Linked DNA regions of Arachis hypogaea: region 1 is linked to region 2. A link is a contact called in public Hi-C data. All regions are on one chromosome and are shown on one strand. The core of a region is the stretch at or near the end of the contact, and the rest is flanking DNA. Distances in the headings are between cores, read along the strand shown.

Region 1 (7,135 bases), core at 3,594-6,093, 41 kb before region 2:
AAAATATGATCTATATGTCCTTGTTTTTTCTTATTTTCATATTCATTGCATTATATCTCAAATTTGTAGTGGATATTTTAATATGAGAAATATGACAACGAAAAAATAAAGTGGATAATTATTCAAAAGATAGGAAAAATCTAGAAGAAAACAAAAAATAACTTATTTCATAAGTTGTACGACGAGAGAAAGAATTTAGAAGAAAATGCTAAGCGTAAATCATCAGGAATAAATGCACAACAGTAAAAATGGTACATTTAATATTGATTGAAGGATTCCAGAAAGATAATTAAAATTGAATTGGTATTTTATTATAATTGGAAGTAAATCAATTAAAATAATATCTAATATCTCAAATTAAAAGCTAGATAGTAAAATGGTTATTGTGATTTGAAATAAAAAGTTCAAATAAATTAGAGAAATGACAAACGAAAATAAGAAACTTAGCGGCAGTTTTTATTAACCGATGCAAAAAGAAATAACTAGTTGTATTATTGATATAGCGACGGTTTGTGACACGAGAATCATGGTTTTTGAAGATAACAGTGGTCGTTAACCGCTATAAAATTCTTTGGCGGTAAAATGCCATTTAGCAACAATTGTTCCAGTGGTTGTAGAAAATTATCACTAAAGATTTAGCTGTGCGCTATCTTCGAATGGTCTACCAATTGCTACTATATGTGGTAAAAAAATTGTCGCTATCTAAACAACCAACTACCACTATCTACCGAATTTGTTGCAACATACACAAGTATTCTTTTTCTTTTTATTTGTCTTGTGTTTAAATTCTTTTTTTTATTGTTCAACAAAGAATAAACTAAATTTTTAGATTATAAAAAATGATACTATATCATATTATTATTAAAAAAAAAAACTCAATTAATAAAAATAGATATATAAATAATTATATATTTAATAATATTGCGTCATCGCCCTTTGGTTTTGGTAAGATGAAAAGAATTGAAAGAGGACAGATGCATGCTTGCATGAAGATGAGATGAGGGAGTTGGAACGTCGGCACCTAACAAATATAACCACACAAGTCTCTTACTAATTACTATGTATATGATATGCTTTTCTTTTCTCCAATCTCATTGGCATTCACACACACTAACGTGCGTGCGTCTCTGTTTCATGGTGCATTTTAATTTGCACGTGCACATATGTATCTCATAATATTCTTTGGATGCTTTCAGAACTGCTACTGTTTACGTGGTTTTTGAACCCTGGAACATTCATATCCTAGTACTAGTTATTGTTATTATTATTATCATGACTAATTAAATATGTGATTGTACACTTGAACCTCGCTCCAACTTGTAATTAACCATTAATAATAATATAGTACTAGTAATTAAACTTCGGATGTTGATACTCGCAGACATATAATCTTACGATAATTAAATATGTAGGGGATGGAGTAATTACAAAGTTATTATTATTATATATATAATTATATCAAATAAGATAATACGATTTAGATTAATGTGTATTAAAAGGTTGACTGTAGTACTTTATTGATAGCTCCACACAGTACTTTAATTTTAATAGTCAATATTATTTCTCAATTATAACACAAAGAAATTTTATTGATTTAATATGCTTGTCATTCTCACATTTACTTAGGGTAATACATATATTTACGGTCATTTTCATCGATCACCTTAAGATATATGAAAAGATTGCATATAATATACTAAAAACTTTAAGTTGATAAAAAAAATATATGAATAATTAATTTTTAAGATGTCTTAAATTTATATGAAATTTGTATAAGCTTTTTTTATTATTGTTTAAATTTTTTAGAATCAACAAGGATTGAATTCTAAACTTTTTTATTATAAAAATTTTAATATCATATTACGAAACTATTTCTTTTAAAGATTTAAATTGATAAAAAAAGACACATAAATAATTATATTTTAGCAATATTAACAAAAATAATAATCTAATATAAAATATTATATATACATATATAATAACATTAAAAAATTTTGTGTTTGATAGATTGCAATAATTGTTTATTTTTTAAAAAATTGTAGTTTTCTTTTTAAATCTACTTTGAAAAACTTGCCAAAGCCCTAAATATATATATACTTCATCCATCCTAAATAATCAATCAGTGTACACTAAAATTAACCATCAAAATAATTATTAATATAATATATATATATATATATATATATATATATATATATATATATATATACTTCATCCATCCTAAATAATCAATCAGTGTACACTAAAATTAACCATCAAAATTAATTATTAATATAAAATATATATTAAAAATAAATTAAATTGCACATATATGTACAAAAATATATAATAGTTTATTTTAGTAACTAATTTTAGTATATAAATAAATTTTTAATATTAAATTATACTATTCTTATTTGAAAAAGTATAAATCATATTTAATTTCTATTAAATTAATCATTTTTCAACTATCATGAAGCTATTTTTCAAAAAATTTAAGTTAATAAAAAAAACATATGAAAGATTATATAAATGATTATATATCTAACATGTTTTTCAAATAAATTTTTTTTAGATTTATTTGAATATTTGCATAGGTCTTTTTTTCTATTTTTATTTATCTTTTATATATATTTATATATTTGAAAGATAACAAGAATCAAACTCTAAGGACCAGTTTGGATAAAGAACTTAATTAAGCTACTTTTGAAAAAATAACTTAAACAATAAATTATTATATTAAAAGTAGCTTATAAATAAGTTATTTTGTATTTAGGTTTTTAGTTCTAAAAATACTTATTTTATAGAAATGTGATAAAAAGTAGTAGCATTATGAGAGAAGTCATTTTTTTAACTTCTTTATAAACTCCTAAATATCTTCTTAAAAAGCTGCAATTTGGTTTTGAAAATTGCACCAGACATTAATACTATTACTTTTCATAAGTCAAAAGCTCAAAAAATTACTTTTAAAGCTTCCCAAACGGGCCCTAAATCTTTTTTGTCATGAAGTCTCTGACTCGCTGATATTATACCATAAAATTATTTCTCTTAAAAATTTAAGCTGATAAAAAGAGATATATAAATAATTATATCTTTTACATTATTACTTCTTATATTTACAATAATAGTCTAGCAATTCAATTATAAATTTACATAAAAAAAAGAAAATGACATATATTATATGAAACAAAATAATAAATAAACTAGTCAAAGTGACAGTTTTGTTTTTTTTTTTTCCCTCGTTAATAAGAGATTAATAGTTTTACAGTTTGGTTTTCAAGTTTTGTTTTGTTAAACAAATTAAGTACTACACCCTGTGATGCATCTAGCTATTATTTGTGACTTTACCAATCGTTCAAGAGACGCCACTTAGAATTGATTTCAGCTACGACCTCAACAAAATCTTTTACTAGCGAGTATATATAAAGATTCCAACTTAATTAAAAATGATCATCAATATCAATGATCAAGAACTAATGAAAGAAATCCCGGATCATCCTTAATCATTGCGATTATCTAATTAGTATTTGCACCTATAAAAAGACTCTTTCTCATTAGATCTGATACCCCTTTTACTTTTCAAAGATTGTATAACCCTTTGCTTTTGACTTTCTAAGTTGTAATAATGCATTAGGAGTTGAAGTCTTGCCTGTATTTATAGTTAGAATAGAATTCCTTAGATCCTATGCACTGCATTAATGTTTAAATAACTAATTATATATATATATATATATATTTTAATTTTGATGTATTGAGAGTATAAAATATTTTATACAATTATACAAATTTTTTTTTTTTAAACAAAAGAGTTCAACACAATAAGTGAAGCAAAAGATACAAGAACCAAAGGAACAAAAGAACAAAAATGACATAACAAAAAAAAATTTATTTCATTGTTATCTTTGATATTGTCATTAACAACAAAAAAGATTCACTTCTTATAATTTTAAAAAAAATTATTAATAATTTTAATTATATCTATTTTTTGGATAATTATTCACACAATCGATATAAAAAATAGTTATTTTTACTAATATAATATTCCATTATTAAATACACATATAAAACTATTTTACGCTAACAATAAATCAAAATTAAATTCATATATAAAAGCCAATTAAAGAATTGACATGGTATCAACCAATTTCGGCCAACAAACAAACAAATCCGTTCATTTACACAATTTTTTTTTAACAAAAATTACTATTTCACCGATTTCGACCATTACAATTGAACACCTACCACCGGCAAGTCACCATTGGCTGCATCCTGCAGTCTTGCTGCCTTCTCCCCGATCATTCCAAATTCTAAATTTTATATACTAAATTTTAAATTTTAAATTTTTATTTTTAAATATTAAATTTTGATTTTTAAATTTTAAATTTTGTATTTTAAATTGATTTTATTTTGTTTTATTTTAAAATATTTTTTATATATAAACTTTAGATATTTTTATTGTTTTTAATTTCAAATATTTTTTTATGTTTATTTTTTTTATTATCGACTGATTTTTAAATTAATTAGCTATTCACTTGCTAGACTTTTTCTCTATATATTATCTTCTGTTGTAAAAAAATATATATATAGCATGGCTGCTTTTGGATGGTTTAATAAATTGTTAAAGTAAGCGACCTCAAGAATCAATAAAGGATCCAAGACTGGCCCATAGAATTCTATAAGTTTCCATGTGATAAGATGATTTAGATTATGAAATGAGATATGAAGGGATTATTATTAAGAAACGTGCAATTATTATTACTACCATTATTATTTTTTATTTTTTAGGCTTCTCATGAGCATCAAGAGACCCAATAATCCAAGCTTAGCTTACACGTCATGCATGCGGCTATTCAAGTTCACAAAAAGTGGTCAAAAGATTACGTTTTGACTTGAAGTTTGGAGGGTATACCCGAGGCCCTTGTCTATAGTTACGTAGTTTCATTCTCTATGTCTTAAGCGCCAGCATACGTACAATATTTTGTTCCGTAAAGTGTCTTGTGTCTCCTTACAGGGGATAATCTATATTTGCATTATATACTCTGTCTACCTATATTTTATATATAAATAGTGAAAAAATTTAAGGAGGCAACTATAGTATAAATCAATCAAGTCAATTTTTTTTTATTTTAAAATTTGAAAAATTAAGGTAATGGAGGAATTTTTTTGTTTTATTTTATAACAGATCTATTTTTTAATTAGCTGATTGAAATTGACTTTGTCCATAATTAGTTTTCTAGCAGAACCGATAAATTACATATTTACTACACATTAATAAGGCTATATAATCAATAATATTATTATTTTTTATTAGTATTTGACTAACAATAGTTTATACTTAAATTTACAAGAATTTTATGTACAAAAAATATATAATTTATACACATAAATTAATAGAATTTATACTCATATTTTTTAGAATTTACACATATAAATTAATAAAATTTACTCTTTAAAGATAATTTAATATTTATAAACAAAAAATACTAAAAAATTACTGATATCTAAAAAGTTTTCATAATGAATTGTTTTCGCATCATCAAATTCTTTAAAATATTCAAACGGAAGAGCGGACCAATTCGACTTAACTCGTAACAACCTAATATTCAGTAGTGGATCCTTCATTTGGTTTGGAGAGGCATTTTGGTTAGAGAGAGAAAATTTTTGAGGGAGAAAAGAGGTGGCAGGGAGAGAATTTGGGTTTTCTCGAGTATAAACAGCTTGTACCGACTCAATGACCTTGCCCACATTGTTGGAGTCATTGTTAAGGAGGTTAGTTTGTTTTTTCTTTTCAGTATTAGAGTTTGGATTTTAGAATATAGAATCTAGTATGTAAGATAGAGAAATTAAAATATATAATTTAAGATTTAAATTCAAAATATAAACTTAAAAAAATGATCCATTTGTTATTTGTTCTAAAGTACGTTAGTATTTGTTCTATTTTTTTATTTAGACAATCGTATATATTAAATATTTAATTAATGTATATATTGAATTGGATTAGGATATTTGTAGTAATTATTCAGGGTTAAGACTTGTACGAAGTAGAATTTAATATCATCAACATATATTGCCCAATTCAGTCGCAACTAAATACAGCAGGCGATTGCATGACAACATGGGTAGTGCAGAACCAGAAAGTAGCCACAATCGCAAGTACAATTTCTAAGAAAAACTCGATACGTATTTAACGAGAAGTTATCGGTAGGAATAATCTCGGTCACGGTATGTTCAGACTGATGCCTGTCAAATAAAATGACTGTGAATCATCTCAAATCTCCCAAGTGCTCCTTCGATGCTGGAGTTTGATACGAATCAACTATGTGCAACCTTTACCGAACTACTTGCATCTCTCATGGTATTTAAGGTGGTCTGACTCTGTCACCCTGTATTCAACTCCACACCAGATATTGTAATCATTTACGTTTAGCAGAATTTTCTCCTTACTTTGGAAAGATTGGCCAATATGAAATTCCGTAAGAGTAGTTGCATCATGCAGTCCTTGACTCCCAAAGGTAGCATCGATGTCTGGCGTTGGCCAATGGCTTCCAAATTCAAGGTTGAGAAATGTGGAGGATGTTACTGTATCGGAATTCGATGGGCCATGGTATGTAGGTGGATTGCTCCGAATATCCTCATCATTGTCCCTGACAATGTCAATGGGCTTTTCGTCCGAATCATCCTCTCGCATCGCATTTTCAACTCAATTCGGTCCAGACTCAACTGCAAAATCAGGATTCAGACGAGGTGAACTAGTTATCCTAACAGCAATAGATGGAAGATCAACCAACAGATAAGCAAGTGCAACCACAAGCATCGAGGTTGAGGCACCCCAGCGTAGTCAACTGAGGATTCAGCATTGATGCCCCATAGCTGTGACACTATCTTTCAATTTGGCAAACAACTCGTGTATTTTAACTTTCAAAAAATTTCGCCTACAATAAAACAAGACCTGCATATCTTCATTGGACTCTACTACAAATGTATCATACTTCACACTGGTTGACACATAATAGGGATCTTGTAAAATAATTTTTTTACCCACTTTGTCCTACATACCCCCAACTTGTGTAATATGCTGATTTTAGCTCTGACAACGTATTCGACGACCAGATAAAAACTCTCAGTAGTTCCCTATCCGTAAAGTTAACAGCGTGTC
Region 2 (6,923 bases), core at 3,663-6,162:
AAAGAAGTAAAATACAATGAAATATACATCAAATAAATTAAATCCCTAAACCCTACAGATCCTGGTAATTATCGTCGTCGTCATCTTTTCCCTACTGAGGCAACATATTAAGTGTTAATATCGGTGCCCCATCAGTAGTTCTATCACTGGTACCAGCAGTGTCGCTGCCTCCAGCGTGCATTTGATCATTGTACACTGCCATTTGGTCTCGCAAACGCTCTAGCAGCTCTAGCTTCTCCGTCAGCTCTGCCCTAATAGCAACAGTGTCTTCCATGCATGCAAGAAGCTCGTTGTACCTCTTCTCAGATTACTAAACTTGTTGGTGAAGCTCCTGTGTGAAGTTCTACACCTTCTGTCTTTCTCCTTCAAATCGACAACTTCCTCGGAATCGGTAAGGCTAGTAGCAGAGGCAGAGGCAGATGAAGTTGTCTGTGTGGAGGTGCGGAAGCCGCTGGTGAAGAACGATCCCAACCCATAGACGTGATTCTTGTAGGGCTCAGAGGCAATCTCACGCCAAACCCTATCAGGATCTACGACTGAGGCATCAGAGCCAGGGTCGTCCCCACTAGGCTGAGATTGCTGGGTCGCGACTTCCAATCTCTGCAGGTAGTCCTCCTGTGTATCATACACGTTGGTATTAGAATGACAGTCAATTGACTTTAAACCGAATACATTTTTAAACTTAGAATTAATTAAAACTCACATAATGAGTCCCAAACTATTTATCATCAAATCTCTCCATGTTGGTCTTCAACATATGGGTATACTTGAAGGTCTTCGCCAATATCCCTTCACTCTGGCTTCCAACGACTTAGACTACACGTATTGAAACCAACTAATAAAATAAATTAAGTAACAATTAATTCAAGTTATAATTAACAAAAATTAGCAAGCTACATACTGTCCTGCTCTTCGTCTTCATGAAAGTCACCGACCCACCGGTATACTTTGACAACTTCAGTGATATCTTGTTAGTTCTGTTCGTCAGACGGCAACGCTAAAACCCCTCATTAGTACTAAAATGGACGTCCAGTTTCTTCTTAATATTTGGACAAAGCCATGTCGTGAGATGGTCGTGTCCTTCATGAACGTCCTATAATATCTCCTAAAGTCACCTAGCTATCCGGTGGTCATAAATCTTCCTAATCAAGAGATCATATTTTCTATCCCATATAAAGTTTTTTCGGACAAAGTAATTCAACATTAGTTAGTAAAAAAACAATATAGTTAAAATACATTTAATTCAACAATATTGGGTTCTTACCGTCTACGTCTAAAATCATCACTCTCTAGTCTCTTAGAATGATGAGATGAGACAATATGGAGGAGATGAAGAAGAAAAAGAATAAGAAGATGACGACAAAGAAGAAGAGGAGGAAGGATGGAAAATTTTAAATTGTGCAAAATTTATCATAAAATAGTGTCAAAAATTTTTAACCGCGACACATAAAATTTCTTAGGTTAATTTTGACACAGAAATTTCTTAACCGTGACAAAAAAATTTAACCAATTAAAAATTATCAGAAACAAAAATAGCACCAAAATTTTTTAATTGTAACATAAAAAAATTTTTAACCAATTAGAATTTATCATAAAATTTCTTAGCTTGTGATTCTTTTTAAGACTTTTTGAGTCGTTTACCAAAATTTTATGTGTCATTTTTAATAAAATAATATATTTTTTTATTATTAAAGTGATTGATTGAAATTGAATTCATATATAAGATGTCTAGTCATATTCATGTATCATTTGTAATAAATTGATATATTTTTTAATTTCAAAAACATTTAACTGTATTTTATACGACGAATGAGTTAAGATTTTAGACTTATAACTTTTAAAAATTTGTTTTGCTATTTATAATTGATATATTTTTTAATTTCAAAAACATTTAACTGTATTTTATACGACGAATGAGTTAAGATTTTAGACTTATAACTTTTAAAAATTTGTTTTGCTATTTATAAAAAATTTATGTATTATTTTTAATTAAATGATGTGTTTTTATTAACATTGAGTCTATTGTGTTATATTAGACTAATATATAAGAGATGTAATATTTTGTGTCATTTGTAAGAATTTGATATATCTTTTGAATTTAAAACATATTTAAATATATCTGTTAATTGAGTGAGTCGAAGATTTAGATTTGTCAAAGATCTGGACTTATAATATTTTAAAATTTAAAAAAAAATGATGATAATTAATGATAATAAAAAAGAAAAAAAAGAAAAAAAATAACGAAAAAAAATAAAAAAGAGCAATAAGACGAAAAAAAATGAATGAAAAATAAAAAAGAAAAAAAATATTAAAAAAATACACGCATATAAATTTGACTAAGTTAGATTTAATTAAAAAAAGGTTTAATTTTCTAGTATTTTTTATTATATATTTATAATTACTAGCATTTAAAGTGGTGCATGAGTTGAGATTGTAGTTAACCACTCTCTAATTAATAAATATACACTCAATTCATCAGAAAGAATAATATTGCCTCTCCTAAAGAAGCATGAACATGAATTAGCTGCACACACAGAATCAACCAATGATGCATCGACAACAATATAATAAAATAGAAAATGAAATCATGAGTGACGAACGAGAGACCACGTGAATGTAGGTCCATAATTTAGATTATTCTGTGTCAATTATTCTTGATGGAAAAACTAGCTGAGAATTATATACAATTATACATATATAGCTATCAAGTTATATACTCTTTCTGTTTCCTGTGATACTATTATTTAGTTTGTTTTATTGACAATAATTATTGTAAAATACAATTATTTATATGTCTTTATTTATTAATTTGAATTTTCAAAATATATAGATATAGTATGAAAACTTTTGAGATAAAATATCTAGAATTTAATTTTTATTGATCTCAAAAAAATAATTTTATCAGAGCACAATAAATATTCATTCATGTTAAAAATAAGTTTCGTATATTTTAGATATGTTTAATTTTATCAGAGCACAAAGGAATTTTTTCTATTAACTCTTTTATGCAGGTCGTACAATCGGAGATTTTGGCGAACGAGATCACGAGTTATAATTTTACAAGCTCTATTTGGAGAGGAGTAGTACCACCGAGAGTTGAGCTTTTTGGATAGTTTGTGCTGATTGGTAGAGTAAATATTAAAAAAAGATTGAGTCGGTTAGGCGTAATCATTCAGACTGATAATATGTGTGTCCTATGTAACAAAGAGGTAGAGTCTATTCAGCACTTATTTCTTCGTTGTGAGTTAACTTGACAAATCTGGTGCACTCGGTTAAAGTCGTTTGGTAGGGCTTGGGCCATCCCTGCTGGAACCATGAAAGAAATGTTTGAGACATGGACTGGCTACCACTATAACAAACAAGAGAAAAAGAAGTGGTTGATTAGATTCTTTGCAGTAATTTGGAACATCTGGTTGAAACGTAATAACATAATTTTTAATCATAAAAAATTAGGTGTGAAGATCATACAACATAGGACGTACGTATTGGAGCTACAACGAATGGACTAGCAGTAATTCTTTGAGTTGTTGATGGCACTGTAGGATATGACAGCGGTTTAAAATTTATTATGTTATTTATCTCTATATCTAATTGTTCTTGCTCCACTTCACTTCAATGTGTTGAGTTTTCTTTATTTAAAAAAAAAAAACATAAACTTAAATTATATCTAAACACATTAATTAAAAAAGAAACTACCTGGCCTGTACAAATGTTTCCATTCGTAATAATAATCATGCATTTGAAAGACTTTAGGATAAATTATTAATGATTATTATATGCATGCACGGTAGAAATTACGAAACATGATGACAATACTCACCATTAATGAGATCTGCGCTGGTATAATAAAACAAGATAATGAAGGAGGAAATTTGTACTAAAAGCTTAGTAATAGTTTTCCAACAAGTAAATATATATAACCCACGTAATTCGTCGTATCTTGTTTTGTTTGGTACTATTAATTATCTCCAGAAAAAATATTTTCATCATTGTTATCACTCGTGCAAATAGAGAAATGACAAAAGTGTAAGCAGGGACGGACCGAGGTTTAGAGGAGCTTTTGAAAAAATATATATATTGAGAGAAGGGAATTTGAATCCTCGATAGTTTGTGTTGTGAACGATATCAGTTTTTAAGATCGAGACTATTAAGTATTAATCATTATTTAGCTATTTCTCTAACTAAAAAGTTTACTTTTATTTTATTTTTGTTTTACTGAACAGAACATATAGTTTTGAATTAATATAGTTAGTATATATATGAGGTTGAGATATCAACAATAAAAATTTATCTAAGTTACTTTTTTTTCTGTCCAAGTTAATTACTTTTTTTGTCTATTTTTTTTTTGGTCTAACTCATTTTCTTTTTTCTTTGTGAGTTTTTTGGAGTATTTTCATTCATAAATCCAAGATCCATATTTATAAATTGAAAGGCAGGTCTGAATGATCTACTCTATAATTCTATATAATATGTAAAAATATTTATTTTGTTAAATTTAATATCAAATAAATAAATAAATAAATTCAATAAAAGATTAATGAATAATAATAATATATTTATTGAAATTAATTAACTAATTTTTTTTATCAAATTAAATTTATCTCAGTTTTTAATCATGAGAAAATTATTAATATTTTTTTATCTTCAAAATTAGTTGAGATTAAGAAGAATAATATTTTTTTATTAATTCGTATTTTTTATTTTAAAATTATATAATATTTTTTAATTTTAACTCTTAAAGAATCTTACTTATAACAATTTTTTAGTTGATCTCAATTATTAGATTCCGAATCCGGATGATCAGAGAGGTCATTGAGCATGCAAATTAAAGACCGGTTGAATGTGATTGATTTATTGACTATATACATGATGTCCTAATAAGTGATGAGTACTGCTAACATTTCTACTTGGATCATTAGTTAGTGAATAATTAAGATCAAGTACAATCATTTGTGCTTTACATTCCCCTAGCTAGGCCCTAGGTACCAACTATCTATAGTATAGGGCATTTGAATTTAATCATTAATCAATCAATTATATTATATATATACAGAGTAATACTAGATGATCAATAAATATTATTATTTTTTATTAATAATAATTTATATTTATAAATATTTTATATACAATAAATATATATAATTTATATTTATATTTATTATAATTTTATACATATAAATCAATATAATTTATATCTAAATTTTTTAAAATTTATACATATAAATTAATAAAATTTATTTCTTAAAAATAATTTAATATTTATATTAATTAAATAATGACAAAAATATTAAAAATTGCTGATCTAAAATTTTTTTCATATATATATATATATATATATATAAAAATTATATATATATATATATATATATAAAATCAACTATTAATGAATCGTATAAAAATACATATTTGATATTAAAAAAATATTATTTTTTATAAAAGTTTTGATCAATTTATTATAATAAATTTTATTAATTTAATAGTTGACCATTTAACTAAAAAATATATAATTATTAATTTAATGACTAATTTTAAATAAATAAATATTATTTTTGTTCATCGAGGGTGATTTGCAGAGTAGTGGTTTGATTTTCGTCCTAAAATTAAATTGCTTTCATTGCAAGCATCTTGATGAGGATGTGCTATCTCAAATTCTCAATTTCACACATGTAATAAGTAATTTAGTTTATGATTTGTCCGTTGACTATAAATTGGTTCAGATAAAACTATAAATTAAAATTTAGTTAAAATTAAATACACATTTATTATATCAGGAATATATAAAGAATACGTATTTTATTCTCCTAACGGATTTATACTATAAAATCAATTAATTATGTATTAACTTAGATGGACACATAAATTTTTTTACAAATCTCTCTAAACAAGATCACTAAAACACAGTTACGAAATAATTAGCAAAAATTTCGTATACTTTTCTCGTATAATTAGTGTATGTAAAATTGAATGCCTAAATGCAGTGTATGTGTAATCACTAATCACTTTGTTTTTCTATGACAGTCTCAGTGATAGTAACTTAAAGCATATCACCACCGATTTTCAAATAATGATCATTGTTTGAAAAACCTAATAATGGGATAAGATTTCATTTTGTGTGTTTAAATTATTCAGAAATGCATGGGTAATATCAATTATAGACCAGGTTACAATCATAAGCTCCACCAATGTCTTATGTATCCTAAACGATAGGACAAAACAAAATAAACTAAATTCAAGCCTAGCTTGGACCAAGTTAAAGTAAATTTGGCTTCACATGTATGTTCAAATTTTTCTGCAAATTAAACATTAGGTTATCAATTTTAACATGTTACTCGTAATATAAATAATAGAATAATACTAAAAAATTAAATTTTTTTCAATTTGTATTAAAATTATTTTATTTATCTTAAATTAATTAATATTGATTAACTAAAAATAAGTTTTTTATATTTTTTAAAGAATAAATATAAGGAATTAATTTTAAATTAATTAATATTAATTAATTTTTTATTATTAAATTATATTTTAAAATTTACTTTTTGGAGATTTTAAAATTTAATTTAATATTTAATGTTTAGAATTTAAAATAAAAAATAATTTTAAAATATTAACTAATATTAAATGAAAAAAGTTAACAACCTAATTGAGCTCTTTTCTTATCCATTGTGTTAAACGTTGAGAAGGGGATAAAAATCAAAGATATTCTATGTAGACGATAAGCATAGTGAAATATTTGATCATTATATTACAAATTTATTTTGTTTAATCTAATCTTGCAAAAGGAACGGTCCAAGAGATAGTTAGGTTCTTTTGTGTCACAAATTCATAGGTCGAAAACAAATTAAAGCCAAATTAAAAAGGGATTATATCAAAGATTTAACTTCTTAAAGTTTCAGTCTTTTTGAATTGTCATCGTTTACATCATA

What was found. Hi-C and Micro-C count contacts between places; a contact is called where the count stands out from the background.
Region 1: a Hi-C map of leaf shows a contact between it and region 2, with 2.4 times the contacts expected there. The contact joins two enhancer-like sites. A contact is called at or near these places in 2 of 8 Hi-C or Micro-C datasets (leaf and an unstated tissue).

The regions. Positions count from the first base shown.
Region 1 is chr5:112,228,814-112,235,948 of arahy.Tifrunner.gnm2.J5K5, reverse strand. No RefSeq gene overlaps it. Among protein-coding and RNA genes, the nearest start is that of LOC112802790, 17 kb to the left of the region's middle. Within about 2 kb of position 4,843, at least 2 of the 3 cell types and tissues checked have open chromatin away from gene starts, as enhancers often do.
Region 2 is chr5:112,187,655-112,194,577 of arahy.Tifrunner.gnm2.J5K5, reverse strand. No RefSeq gene overlaps it. Among protein-coding and RNA genes, the nearest start is that of LOC112802789, 14 kb to the left of the region's middle. Within about 2 kb of position 4,912, at least 1 of the 3 cell types and tissues checked has open chromatin away from gene starts, as enhancers often do.